Regions from separate parts of the Gossypium hirsutum genome. Here region 2 is linked to region 1. The links are chromatin contacts, called in public Hi-C maps. All regions are on one chromosome and are shown on one strand. Each heading gives the region's core, a stretch centred on a gene start, on an enhancer-like site or on the middle of the called end of the contact. The rest is flanking DNA. Distances are from core to core; before and after follow the strand shown.

Region 1 (7,437 bases), core at 3,436-5,935:
CATTAGCGAAACAAATAATTTAATTACTTTCTAAACTAAAAAGAAAAGGATTAGAAGTAATAAATATAGCTTGAGAAATATATTTTACATCCAAACATAATGTTCATACATTAATTTAATTAAAGTTGTAATTCAACAAGTCCAGTACAATACATAAAGACAATACAAACAACACCAAAGTTTCATAAACTAGATACATGAAATAACATAAACAAATTAACCTTCTACTATGTTTTAATAAACTTAACTAATTTCTAGATGCTTGCCATTCATAGAACATTTGATTGGCTACTTTTACCGTCCAAGTAGCTCAGGCATCCGATGGATGAATACTTATGATATTTGGTTCATTGTCCTCTATGACGAAGCCTAAAATTACATGAAACCAAAAGAAGTGAAGAGTAGCATTCGTTCGCAAACAAAGCTGACCCACGTGAAAAAAATAATATCTGGTACAACAAAATATAAGTAAATGGTGCTTAGGAATTCAGACATTGATAATCTTAAAGCAATTAGGGCTCAAAAGACATGGTGCTTCTTAGACATCATACATCTGTGCAACTTAAATATGAAGATTGAACTAACACAATTTTACCCTAGATGCTAATAATTCGATGGTGTAATGGTAGGAGAATCGACTATAGAAAGGTTGAACATAACAAAATGAATGGCCTAAACCTTCATTTAAACATCTCAAGGTCAACTCGAAATATGTATATTTACATACTTGAACCTAAATAAGTTCCCATTATTTGATTCTTCTACCCCTCATTCACTCACGAAATGGGTGTTTTCATAACAAAGAAAAAGATAAGAAACAGTGTTTCAATTGAGTTGATGCAGAGGAGATGTATCTGAATTCTTGAGGATATGTTGCAAATGTATATAGCAAATAAAGTAATTGTCATATCATAAAACACAAGGGCTTCGGCCTAAATTCTCAAGTTAATATAATATTAAATGAAACCCAACTTCTAACTTTGTCTCTTATAGTTTATCTTCACCATGCAGTTCAAATGATGAAGTAAAGAGAAGCAAGAATTCCATGTAAGCATCTCAATAAGCTCTGTAAGCAGAGTAAACACTTTTTCAATAATATTATTCCATATCATGGAAGGTTTTACTAGACCAACAACATCAAAGGAAGAAACAACGACATCGAAGATGAAAACCCAAATATGCAAACAAGGTTCAATTTTCATTGAGGCAAATGATCGAACATTTTACATTCTAACAAATATGAAAAGAAGCAAATTCAAGCAGCAGAGTAATGAACTTCGCTACAAAATAAAATTTAACTTCAAACCTAAAACAAACAAAAAAGCCAAAATAAAAAAAATTAAACTAGGAAGGCTCAAATCAAAAGAAGAATCCAAAAGGAAATCACTGATGCACTGATAGAGCAAATATCGAATAGAAAAAAATTGTAGTCTTTGTAGATACAATCCCAAAAAATCCCAACCTGAAATTGAAATCCCTTGCTATCTACAGAAAAAAATCATGATGAATCATGCTCATCTACAGAAAGCCTAGGAAAAGAAAAAGAAATAAGAAATTATAAGGTATAGGCGAAATGAATATCAGCTTCAAGATTCTTGAGAGAATCCTTGAACGATTTCCTCATCTCCCATGTCTCACTTTTTTTTTTGCTAAAAGAATTTGTAACTGATTCAGAGCTTAAAATCTAAAATCCCAACTACCCATTTACCACAAACAACAAATACCAACCTAAAATTGAAATCCCTTGCTATTGAGACAAGCAACCTAAAATCTCTTGCAATAAACAGAAATGCCCATAAAAACCAAATGCAATTTGAAAACAAAAAGCTTACATTTCTAACCTAAATTGCCCTAAAACAATCGGATCAACCAATTGACCAAATTTTTTTTTCGAAAACTCATTTTTTTTTCACAGCTCCCTACTAGTGAATACAAGCAAAGAAGCAAAGAGATGAAATTCTCAGCTTTGGGGAAGCTTTTGACAATTTCGAAGATCGTCGTAGGATGAGAATAACCGAACGGGAATGAGGAGATAGGGCTGGGGGTGTGGTGGCTTGAGGTGTTTGATGAAGGAGAGTGGTAAAGGGTAAGAATGGGAGGTTATGTTTTTTCTTTATTCGGTGGTGGTTGTGTAGTCCTATTCTTTGGGTTTGGTGGGGGATGGGCATTACGGGAGAAGGTGGAATGGGTGATGAATGAGATTTCGTCGAATGAAGGATTCAGTGAATCATAGGGGTGAGCAAAACTCGATTCGACTCGAAAAAATTGAAAAAAATTCGAATTTCGAGTTAAACGAATCGAGTTATTCGAGTTAATCGAGTTATTCGAATCAATTCGAATTTTTTTCGAATTTCGAGTTCAAATCGAGTTGAGTTTTCGAATTCGAATAACTCGAATAATTCGAATAATTCGAGTATCAAACTATAATATTTTACATTTTTACCCTAAACTCCCAAACTTTTTTACTTTTCCCTCAAAACTTTTACTCTTTCCCACTTTCCCCCAAAAACTTTTACTCTCCTCCCCTCCCAACCCCCCAATCTACCCAAAATCCGTTTCCCACCAAAATTTTACTCTTCCATTTACTTTTTCTCAAAATTTTACTCTCAAAAACCCTCAAAACCTTTTATTCTCCCCCAAAATTTTTACTCCCTCCCACTTTTCCCCTAAAACTTTTATTCTCTTCCCATCCCACCTCCCATCTACCCCAAACCCTCCCCCTTCCAATTTTTTTTAATATTTTCCCTCCAAAATTTTACTCCCCCTATTTACTTTCCCTCAAACTTTTATTCCCCAAAACTTTTTATTTTCCCCCTAAACTTTTACTTCTCACCCTTTACTCTCAAATAAAAAATCAAAATTATCCAAAAAAATCACTAAACATAAATAGTACTAATTTTATTTATATATACTATTTATATTATTAAATTAAATTTCATATTTTATATTATTTATATTATTGAATTGTTTAGTCATATTGAATATTTATATTAAAATTGAATTCTTAATTATGCCATAAAATATTCGTGTTAAAATTTTATATTGGTAACAATTTCACATTTTATTTTTAAAATAACTTTTATTAAAAAATCATTTTTTTATATTTAATATATTTTTTAATTCCAAAATACATAGTGACAAGAATCTGATGATAATTGAAACAACTAAGCAAACAAATAAGCTAACTAGTATATAAAAAATTAATAAATAAATTATGAGGTGATGAAAGTTAATAAAAAATTTGATTAAGGTGGACAAATTTTATTACGATGGGTGACAGTGGTTACAAGGACCTAAATTATTTTTTAAATTTTAATTCGAACAAATATATTCGATTCGATTCGATTCGATTCGAATTCCATCTCACTCGACTCGATTCGAGAAAACTTCAAATAAAGTTAGGATGATAAAATGAGATTTGAAAACTCGATTAACTTGAAAATTTTCGATTCGATTCGATTCGATTCGATCAAATGCTCACCCCTAGTGAATCAAACTAATGAATAATTGTTTATCACCGAATCAGCCAGGAATCGTTTGTCCTATTCTTTGGGTTTGGTGGGGAATGGCCATTACGGGAGAAGGTGGAATGGGTAATGAATGAGATTTCGTAGAATGAAGGATTCAATGAATCAAACTAATGAATAACTGTTTATCACCAAATCAGCCAGGAATCGTTTGGTTATTCATGTCAACCAAACATGGTGTTAATTACTTGGAATTATAGTTGGATTTGGAGGAACTTGTTACAAATGCATGATGTTGCAAAAAAAAATTGTGTTTTAGAATTGTGTTGTTTGGAGGTTCCCTAGTGACAAATATATAGTGGCTAAATTTTGAGGAGAAAATATGAGTATGTTAAGAACATGTGGAATGGGACAAAATTGGTTTTGTGGTTCTCAGTTCATATTTGAAAGCATTCATTTCATAATTTGGATGGTCATTCGTGACAGACTACATACCAAAGGCACACATTAATGAAATTTGTCATGTGGAACAAGAAACCAAAAGCCACATTTTCTTTGGGTGTCCTTTTCTAAGGAGATATGAAATGAAGTATTACTCCTATCCTATGCCACATTGGAAGAGAAGTGGGAAACTAGCAGCACGAGCTTGTATAAGATGTAACTAGATTGAAAGGAAAGGCGTTACTTCAAGACTAACATGAAATGCATATGAAAAGAGCAAAACAAGGTACCTGGTAGCTTGTATAGGATATTTGCGAGCTGTTGGTCCAAAGTTGGGAGATTAAGTTGTAAGCAAATAGGGCAACTGATATCTTGTCTAGATCAACCAAGAAGAACCCCATTGGTTTTTACTCTCAGTCAGGAAATGGTTTTGGTTCTACTACAAGAGAGCTTAGGGATAGACATTAACTGTACTGGTTAATTCCTTGGGTTTCTCCCACCTTCTTTCATTTTTACCAAAAAAAAAAAAGAAAAGAAAAGCACGAAATAGCAGCTGCTTTTAATCAACATTTTTTACGAAAAAAAATATAATTGAAAGAATTAAGAAAGGCCACAATGACAACTGCTGGGTGCAGAATATAATTAATAATTTAATACTTCCAATACTGACGCAACCAATCAAAAATTATTAAATTTATTTTTCAGTCTCCACTAATTGGTTGCAATACTATTTTCTTTTGTATTTTTAATTTAGAGCAGCTGAATTGTCTGGTCTGATCCTATAATTATATTTTTCACTTGGATCTTCTTTTCTAATGAATCTCGGCCGTCCATTTCGACCCTCCTTTATCTACTGAAACTTTTTCTCAGCTCTTTTCTCTTCGCTTTTCTGTGTGCTCAATCAACAATCTCTTCTTCCCTATGCCTTCTCGACCCGATCCTCATCTGACCCGATTCGTTTTATCGCCGGTTGAGTTCCGTTTCGTTTCGGATCCTACCGCCTTTTCTTTTATGAACAAATAAAACAGAGCTCCGAAAAAAAAGTGTTTACTTTCTTATTTCAGATCGATCCATTCTTTTTTGTCCGTTTCGGTTTAAAAACCGTTTTGATTTTAATTTCCCTTTAAAAAAGATTTTTTTAGATGGAGGAAAATGGTAACAAGTTGCACAAAACGATGACGTCACAACCCGGTATGTCCGATGTCGTATTAGGCTGCGTGATGCCGTACATCGACGACCCGAAAGACCGCGACGCCGTATCTCTAGTTTGCAGGCGGTGGTACGAGCTCGACGCGCTGACTCGTAAGCACATAACGATCGCGCTTTGTTACACGACGAGTCCCGATCGGTTGAGGCGACGGTTCCGTCACTTGGAATCCTTGAAATTGAAAGGGAAGCCTCGGGCGGCGATGTTTAATTTGATACCTGAAGATTGGGGTGGGTACGTTACACCGTGGGTGAATGAAATAGCGGAGAATTTCAATTGCTTGAAAGCCGTCCATTTCAGAAGAATGATTGTTAAAGATTCGGATCTGGAAGTTTTGGCTAGGTCTAGAGGGAAGGTTTTGCAGGTTTTGAAGCTTGATAAATGCTCTGGTTTTTCTACTGATGGTCTCTTGCACGTTGGCCGTTTGTGCCGGTAACTTTTTCTTCCTTTCTTAATTCTTGTGCAACTATGGGTTCTTGTTTCTTTGTGAAATTAGTCAAGCTTAGGCTTAAGCCCGATGAAATTCGTTCTTTAATTCATTGTTGAAAGTTCTTTTAGTTGGAGCATCTGCTGAAAATGATCAAATATGGATTGAACTCAGTGGAATCGAGTAAAGAGGACTGATTTAGTAACTTCCAACTACTTGGGGGTTAAACCTTATCTTAGTTTACTTGAGTTTGGTTGAGTTGAATTGTAGGAATATTTCGATTTGTGTTTATTGGAAGTGGTTATGTTTAATGAAACATGTATTCAATCCCAATTACTTCTATTTGTAACTGTTTAGTTCAAGCGTTTGAAGTCGAGGAAAATCTTTCTTCTCCTCAGCCTGTAAGCATCGCATTTATAGATGTGGTTGTTACTGCGTTTGTTTGAATGTGGAACTGATGGAAAATCAATCTGAACGATGAAACATTTTGATTGCATATGTGGGAAAGTTCCATGACACTGTATGCGGTCATTTGAATCCCGAATCTTTAGGAGTGACTGGTCTAGTCAGGGAAGAAGCAACTGTGGAAAATTTGGTTTTGTTTGTAGTGCATGATTGTGTAGTGTTGGTACATTTTACGATTGTAGAACCAATGGAAAATAGGTATGAATGATGAAACATCCTGATTGCATATGTGCGAAAGTTGCATGAAACTGTATGGGGTCTACGTGATTTCTTGGCCTTCAGGAGTTAGTGACTAGTCAAGTCAGGGGAGGAGCATAGGTGAAAGTTTGGTTTTGTTTTGTACTGCTTGTAGTTGCATAGGACCATTGCGATGCCATGTCATGAAGCTTTCTGAGGTTGTAGTAAGGCACTCTAGTATGAATGACAGGATACCGATAACAATACCTGTGCTTTTACTTGATTGATCCATTAATGTTTCATTTTCTTTCAAACAACTGTTTTGATAGCAATTGCCTTTGGACATAGGTCATGTGATATACTTCCATATATTTAGTAAATTGATTTTCCTCTCTGTGAATATACCCGACAAAGTTTTTTCTTCACATTGGAAATAGAATGTTTTATGGACTAAAGGTTAAGTTGCTATAGCTTTTTATATTGTTAATGCTTTGCTTGTGCTTGCCCAGTATAACTTTTCATGCTTAATGGCATTATACATATTATTTTTCACAATCTATGGTTATAGATCAATGATCTCCGTTTCGGAGTAATGGTGTTAGACTTTGTTAACTGGTGCCTTTTAAATCCTTGTTATGACATCCTTTATATATCTCCTCAGGCAATTAAGAACCTTGTTCTTGGAAGAGAGCGCAATTATTGAGAAAGATGGTCAATGGCTTCATGAGCTTGCAGTAAATAACTCAGTTCTCATGAATTTAAACTTTTACATGACAGATCTTATGAAAGTGAGTTGTGAAGACCTTGAATTCATTGCTCAAAATTGTCGTAATTTGGCCTCTGTGAAAATTAGCGATTGTGAAATTTTGGATCTTGTCGGTTTCTTTCATGCTGCTCCTGTTTTAGAAGAATTTTGTGGTGGTTTGTTCAATGAGCAACCAGAAAGGTATGCTGCTGTATCATTTCCTCCGAGGTTATGCCGTTTGGGTTTAACATACATGGGGAAAAATGAAATGCCCATTGTGTTTCCTTTTGCATCATTGCTTAAAAAGTTGGATCTCCTTTATGCATTTTTGGACACAGAAGACCACTGCTTGTTAATCCAAAGGTGCCCCAACTTAGAAGTTCTTGAGGTAGAATTACAAAACCATTTTCTTAATTATTTTTCTGCACTGCTTTCTTGGAATTGCATCTCTTATATTATAACTTTTTGGTCTGGGGTTCTAGCTATAATTTTTTGGGGTTTCAAGTGG
Region 2 (7,437 bases), core at 3,568-6,067, 59 kb before region 1:
TTTATTCCGAACGAACCATAAAACAAGAGTCATTGTTGATTTTTTATGAACCAACTTTGAAACTAAAAAAAGAAAGGAAAAAAAAAATTTCAATATGCACAATGTGCAATTTAGTAGCATAATCTTATTCTCTAATCAATCTAGTCAGCTATAACTCAGTACAATTAGAAACAATGTTAGCTCATTACTCTGATGCTTTATACAAATTAAATAATTTAGAGTTTTGATTAGTTTGGAGTTGGATTCAAAATGCATTTTCAATTAGTCATTAGTAGGTTTTTCACTTAAAAACTTTACCATGACTCAAATCTTCATTTTAGCTTGCAGAGCATAACATATTTATATAAGCAATAACATTTTAAATCTGTCATGCACATAGCATTTGATTCGATTTATATTTCAACAATCATATAAACTTATAATTTCTATTCACAATTTTATATTTACCTGGTAATTCGATGGTTCTCGACATGTGTAAATTCTAGTGGAAGTCAAGGTTAGATATACAGTTCCAGTTTACACACTAATATACGCAAAGCGCAAATGATAACAATAATAGTAACTTTAGTGTGTCCAAGGTGCGAATGATAAGCAACTAAATTTCTAAGTGCAAAGCGCTCAATAGTAACTCTCAAGCGCATAAAGCAGCCTTGCAAACACAATCATTATAACATGCCAACTATATCTAACGAGATTAGTCTACAAATATTTAAAATGACTTTCATTAATTTATCAATCATTCTTCTTAGCTTACAATATATTTACTAAATTTAATTTATTCATTTTATTTTCACACTATTCAATGAAACCAATACAATGACAATTTAAAATAAATAATGTCTAACAATTCACTTACTTTGAAACTTATCTTGCTTCCATGACTAAACATCATAAATAAGGTCAATAATAAGATCATTAAAATCATAACACTTGACTTAATATTTATTATTAACCAAGGCAATGATTCTTATTTTTAAACAAGTTCACTAATTAAAATTCCATTCAATTAAATCTCCCTATTACTATCAATTTAATTTAAGTGCTAACTAAAAACACATAAACAAATAAGCATACAATCTAAGTAAGAATTCATTGATCAAGTTCTCCAAAAATGCAATTCCTCAGCTACTTTAACCTTAGCTAAGGTGTTAGGCCTTTCACCACTTTCCCTAGTTTTAAAATTTAGTGAGAAAATCCTAACCATTACTGTAAATTCAGGACATAACACTTTGACTCAATGATTGTTCACCAAATATACAATTATTGAAATAAAGTTCTTCTCACCTCCCCATGCGGTCACCCTCAAAATTTTACCCAAACTGCGAAATGCTTATATTCATCTCATGGGTAGCCATTCTACAGGGAGGTGGTGTTATGTTAGACAGGTGGGTTGATTGAAGAGAGTTGGATCATGATCATGATTTATTATTGTTGTTCGGATTATTATTTTTAAAGAGGATTTAAAAGTTGGTGATGTCATAATTGAAATATTTATGTTGCAAATAAAAATATATATATTTTAGATTAATTATAGGGAGGTCCCTAGCTTTAGTCAAAAGTAAAAAATATCATCAATAATCTGTTAGTGGATAGAATTTTTAACAACAATGACCAATTTGAACAACTATCCTAATTAGAGCAACTAAATTAACAAAATCACTAAAAATCAGACTATAAAAGTTTATCTGAAAGAAGAAATTCTATGATCTTAGGATTGTTTTATCTTTGAAATTAGTAGGTGTGAATTTTTAAAAGAGAATCTCTTTGGGATGTTAGAAAATTGGATATAAATTCAGAATCGTTATTTGTAGCTGCCACACTTTCCTTATTTCTCATTTGGCCCATTATAGATAAGAAATTAGGCATTAGAAGCCCATAGGTGACTACTAAATTGGACCAAATCTTTTATGAGTCGTCCTCATAGCTGCCCTCCATTATTATGTACCTAAACAAAAATAGTTGTAAACTCTGCCTAAATTCACATTGCTGCCGCTCAGACATGCCCCCACCATCCCAATAGTAGCCTTATTTTCTTCCTCAAAAGAAAAGCGAATTTGAACAACTCTTGCCCTTTTTTGAATTTATGCATTCCTCCTCACTTTTGAAAACAACTGTTCTACCCAATATAATTATTACATTTTTGGGTTTTTAATAAAATTAATATCAACTCAAACTTGAGTTCACATTCAATTATATTTTTATATTAAATAAAAATAATTATTTATGTATATCATGTGTAATGTGATGTTACATTTTTAAAAATTAAATTAATTTCTTATATATAATGTTACACATTATTTATGTAACATTTAATTATAGAGGAATTGAAAACGTGCCAAAGTTAATTCCCATTCAAATTATTTGACCAAGGTGCAGACGAATTTTGGTTTAATGAACCAAAAAGAAAAGACAGGAATTCTGTTTAATGACTTTCACATGTATTTATTTATGATCAGTAATATTTTGTTGACTTCTCCGCCTAGAAAACATCAAATTAATAAAGACAACGGCTAAATTTGAAAAAAAAAAATAGATTAATTTTGTAGAGAGAAACAAAAAATGTATACTGCATGAAGTCTTTCCTGTTGAAAACTCGTCTCATAGGATGTATTTTGTGGTTCTTTTTGTTAGATTGTTAAATGTTAGTGATTTTGTCTTTAATTTCTTTCTTACTTATATTTGTATTTTTATTTCATGTTATTTCAATCTTTACTTTTATTTTTAATTACTATTTTTAAGACATTAGCTTCTTTGGTTAGATGATTATATAATAGTCATTTTATCATTGAGTCTTTGATTTGATTCCTCTACTAAGTATAATTGTATTTTTTATTTCATGTTGTTTTAAGCTTTTTTTTTTAAAATTATTTTTAATTAATTTTTTTAATTAATAAATATATTGTTTTCAATTTTTTTTATTTTTAATTCATCTTTTTAATTAATAACTATTTTATTTATAAAATCAAATAATTATGGCCGAAAATCATTATTTTTAGTAAATATAATTTTTATATGTAATATTTATTTTTCAATTCATATCATGTGTAGTAAATTTTAGTATTATATATTTTTGTATGTGTATTTGAAATAATTAATTGAACATATAAAAATATTTGAAATATCATATCCACAATATAAATGAAAAAGCACTGAAATTTGAAATATTTTACTTATAAAAATAATAATGATATTTGAAATAATTATTTGATTTTATAATATTAGAATTCACCCTACCCACAATATAGGTGGAGAAAATAAATATTTGACATATAAATATTATATAAAAATAAAAATAAAAATATATAAAAAAAATTAGTTGATTTTTAAAAAAATAAAATATATTTAATATAATGTTAAATATCAATTTCATAATATATATTATTATATAATTGAAAATGATTTTTTAATTTATAAATAAAAGCGTTATTAATTAAAAATGAATTTAAAATATAAAGAACTTAAAAAATATATATTTATTAATTAAAAATATTAATTTTAAAAAATTGAAACAATATGAAATAGAAAATACAAATGAGCTTAGAAGAAATGAGCTTAGAAGAGGAATCGACCCTAGAACTCAAGGATAAAATTACTATTATTTAATCATCTAACAAATAAAGCTAACATGTTAAAAATAATAATTAAAAATAAAAGTAAAGCTCAAAACAACATAAAAAAAATGTAGGTAAGAGAGGAATTGAACTCGAGACTTAAAAGACAAAATTACTAACATTTAAACATCTAACCAAAAAAGCTAATATATTAAAAAATCAAAAAATACGCCCTATAAGATGCGTTTTCTATTTCTTTCTCTAAAATTAGTCTATTTCTCTATATACCCAAAAAAAATGTTACATTTACCTAAATATTTTTTGAGATCAACATTTGTTTTTCAGATTTAGCCGATAAGAAAAACGTTTTTGGATAGGAAAAAAAAAAGGGAAATCTCCTTGATACATGACTTAATATTGCCATATGTGTATAATATTAAAACTGTGATGTGTTATATAATTATTTAAGGTTTAAGTAGGTAAAAGTTCTTCAACTTTAAAAAAAATAGTAACTAAGATTTTATTTTTTACATTTAATTGAATATTTGAATTGTCAAAGCATTAAAAAGATTTTTTAGCTGTTAAAATTAATAGTTGACCCTTAAAAGTTAACAATACTCTTTTCTTTGTTTTTTTTTTCTTTCTTTTTTCAGTTATTTCCATCATGTATCACAGGTTGTGACACATGACGGAAAATGTTAAAAATTATTAAAATAAAAAATATATAAAAAATGTAAAAAAAATTAAATTTTATTTGAAAATTTTAAAAATTATTTAGAAAATAGAAAAACATTTTTACCAATTTTTTTAAAAAAATAAAAAATTCCCTTTTTTATGAAAATATATTATGAATGATGGAATGAATTTATTAATGTCAAAATTTGAGAAAAAAGTATTAATAAATTTTCATTTAAATGCCGTGGAATATACTTTGTTTATAGGAAAAAAAATCCCCATCGAGGAAGTGTTTGAACGGCTGAAATGTACCAGAGAAGGATTAAGCTCGGACGAGGGTGCCAACAGGCTTCAGATTTTCTGCCCCCACAAGCTCGAAGAGAAAAAGGTCTTTCGCACGGATTTAATTTCGATATTAATTACGTCCGAATCATAATAGATGTTAAAATTATGTTTTAAAAATGAACAAAATTCTCAAGTTTTGGGGGTTCATGTGGAATCCCTTGTCATGGCCATGGGTTATGGAAGCTGCTGCAATCATGGCCATTGCTTTAGCCAACGGTGACGGGAAGCCGCTGGATTCGCAAGACTTCGTCGCTATCGTTTGGTTGTTGGTGATTAATTCTACACAATGCTGGTAATGCTGCTGCCGCCGCTGTCCTTATAACCAAGGTAATTTTTATTACCTTCTTTTATAGCTTTTTAAATAATTTTTTATCGTTTTCCACGTATCACAATAACGGCGTGACACGTGACATATAGTGAAGATAATAACTTTAAATTTAATTTTTTTTATTTTCTACACATCAATCACGACGTGACACATGATAGAGATAATTGGAAAAGAAAAAAATAACGGGTGTTGTTAATTTTAATAGTCAACCATAACATGTTAATGGTCAAAGGGATTTTTTGATGTATTTTGATAATTTAAATATCCAATTGAGTGCAAAAAAAAATCACAATAATTTAATTGTTTTTTTTTAAAAAAAGTTTGAGGATTTTTTTATACCTTTTAAGCCTTAATTTATTTTGAAAATTAGATTATTCTATACAATAAATTATATATACTACCAACAAGTGGGTAGACACACTACATTCTTAAAAAAAACTAAATTTAAATTTTAAAAATAATATTATTAGAAAGAATAATCACAAACCCTAAATATGTACCTTAAAATGGATATAGAGAATAAAAAATATTTAGTTATACTTGTTTATTTTTCATGTTTAAATTGAATATTAAAAAATAATAAGAATTATTATTAAGTAGAGGATACGTGAAAAGTAAAAATTTGAAAAACAGAAATAGAATGGTGATAAGTCTCATTTATTTACTTTTTTTATATTTTAAAATATAGTTGAAGATTCCAATCCTACTTATAAAAGTTTTAATTTTCCTAATGATTAATAAATAAATTTTTAAATTCATTATATTTGTACAAGTCCAATTTCGCCCGGGCCAAGGCAAACAAAAACTAAACAAAAATTACCAACCTAATACACCCAAACCTCAGCCCAATTACAAACTTAGCCCAACAGACCCAACCCACCTAAACACTAACCCAACACCCATGACCCAAACATCAGCTCAATAACCCACTTGGCCCAACAAGACCCAATACCCAAAATAAAACCCAAAACCCATTTACAAAATAGGCCCAAACATGGCCCAAACCCAATAAAAACTAAGGTTTCGGAACCCTAGTCTCTGCCACCGCCATAGCGCCGCACCCCTACTTGCTTCTACTACCGCCGTTCATCACGTCCCATCCGCACCTACTCCCTGCCCTCTGTCACCTACCCACCGCCACTTGCCACCATCAAGTACCTGCAAAGTAACCAAAGCAGTGACAGAAAGAATAGAAAGAAAGAAAAGAATAGTTTTTGTATTTTTTGAGGGGGAGAATCGGTTTAAAAACCGATCTTTACATCTGTAAGGCTCTTCCTTTTCTTTTTTCCAAAAAAGATTCAAGAAATAAAAAGCACAAAAAAGATTCAAGGTGATTCCTTTTTTTTCTTTTCGGCATAAGATCTATTTTTCTTTTGTTTTTCTTTCTTACGCGTATAAACGAAAATAATAAATAAGAGGGGAAGAAGGACTTACCGGATACGCATCGTTCTTGCACCATCGGAGGGTCCTCCTCCGTTGTCGGAGCCGAATCCAAAGATCGTCGAGAACCTCCTCCTTCCGATTCTTCGGGGTTGAGAGGGTTGGACTTTCAAAGATCTTACGAGCCAAGGGCTAAAAATGCCCTTTTGCGCATCGTTAACCACCGCCTACGGTGGAGACAAGGCGGCGCAAGGGCGGAGCCCTAGGCCGGACTTCAGACGACTACAGAGCAGAGAAATGCTCTCTTTTCTTTTTTGTGGTGGCTGTTTAAAATTTTTTTTAGGGTTTTTTTAGCCTTTATAAACAACAAGAAACGACGCCGTTTTAGGAGGGTTACGGGAGCCCCAAAACGACGTCGTTTAAGGTTCTCTGACCCGCGCACCTGATGATTCGACCCGAGCGGGATCAAATTCGCGTATTCTGGGTCTGTGAGGGATATTTGCCCTATTGATCCCTCGTTCTTTCCCACTGTTTTAATTTCATTCGTTTATTTTTTAATTTACCCTATCTATTTTGAACCTATTCATTTTGGTCCACACTAAAACTCAACGTTTTGAGGGGCAGGAATATTTCCCTTTTGGTCCCCCTCTTTTTCGTGAGTGTCATAATTTAATCCTTTTCTTTGTTTCCATTTTCGATTTCAGGCCTAAAACTTTGTTTAATTTTAATTTAATCATCCATTTGTTATTTTAATTATTTATTCACTAAATTAACCATTTTAATATATTATTACTATTATTATTATTGCTTGTTATTATTTGTTTTATCTCCCTTTCATATACATATTCATTATTTTATTATTTCATGAATTAGTATATTTTATAATTTATTTCATTTGTTTATTTTTTATATATGTATATTTGTCTAATTATATCATTTTTATTATTTATTATTTACTTCAAGTTTTTTTTATACTTTCAAAATATTATTATTATTATTTACCCATTTATATCTTTTAATTATAAACTTTGTTATACACATATATTTCTTATATATATATACATATATTTTATATATATATTAATAATTTTTATCTATTTTCTTTGTTATTATTATTGCTTTACTTGATGTTCATTTATTTATTTATTCACATGTTCA

The links. Hi-C and Micro-C count contacts between places; a contact is called where the count stands out from the background.
Region 2: a contact with region 1 is called in a Hi-C map of leaf, with 2.9 times the contacts expected there. The contact joins the enhancer-like site here to the promoter of LOC107955160 in region 1. A contact is called at or near these places in 7 of 34 Hi-C or Micro-C datasets (callus, leaf and petal).

What each region holds. Positions count from the first base shown.
Region 1 is chrD04:12,827,044-12,834,480 of Gossypium_hirsutum_v2.1, reverse strand. LOC107955160 (coronatine-insensitive protein 1) reads left to right here and starts at 4,685. Exons shown (of 3, transcript XM_016890889.2): 1 at 4,685-5,547; 2 at 6,846-7,317. The coding sequence starts at 5,051.
Region 2 is chrD04:12,886,296-12,893,732 of Gossypium_hirsutum_v2.1, reverse strand. No RefSeq gene overlaps it. Among protein-coding and RNA genes, the nearest start is that of LOC107955162, 15 kb to the left of the region's middle. Within about 2 kb of position 4,817, at least 4 of the 9 cell types and tissues checked have an H3K27ac peak or open chromatin away from gene starts, as enhancers often do. A contact at or near this core is called in leaf, where this site is marked.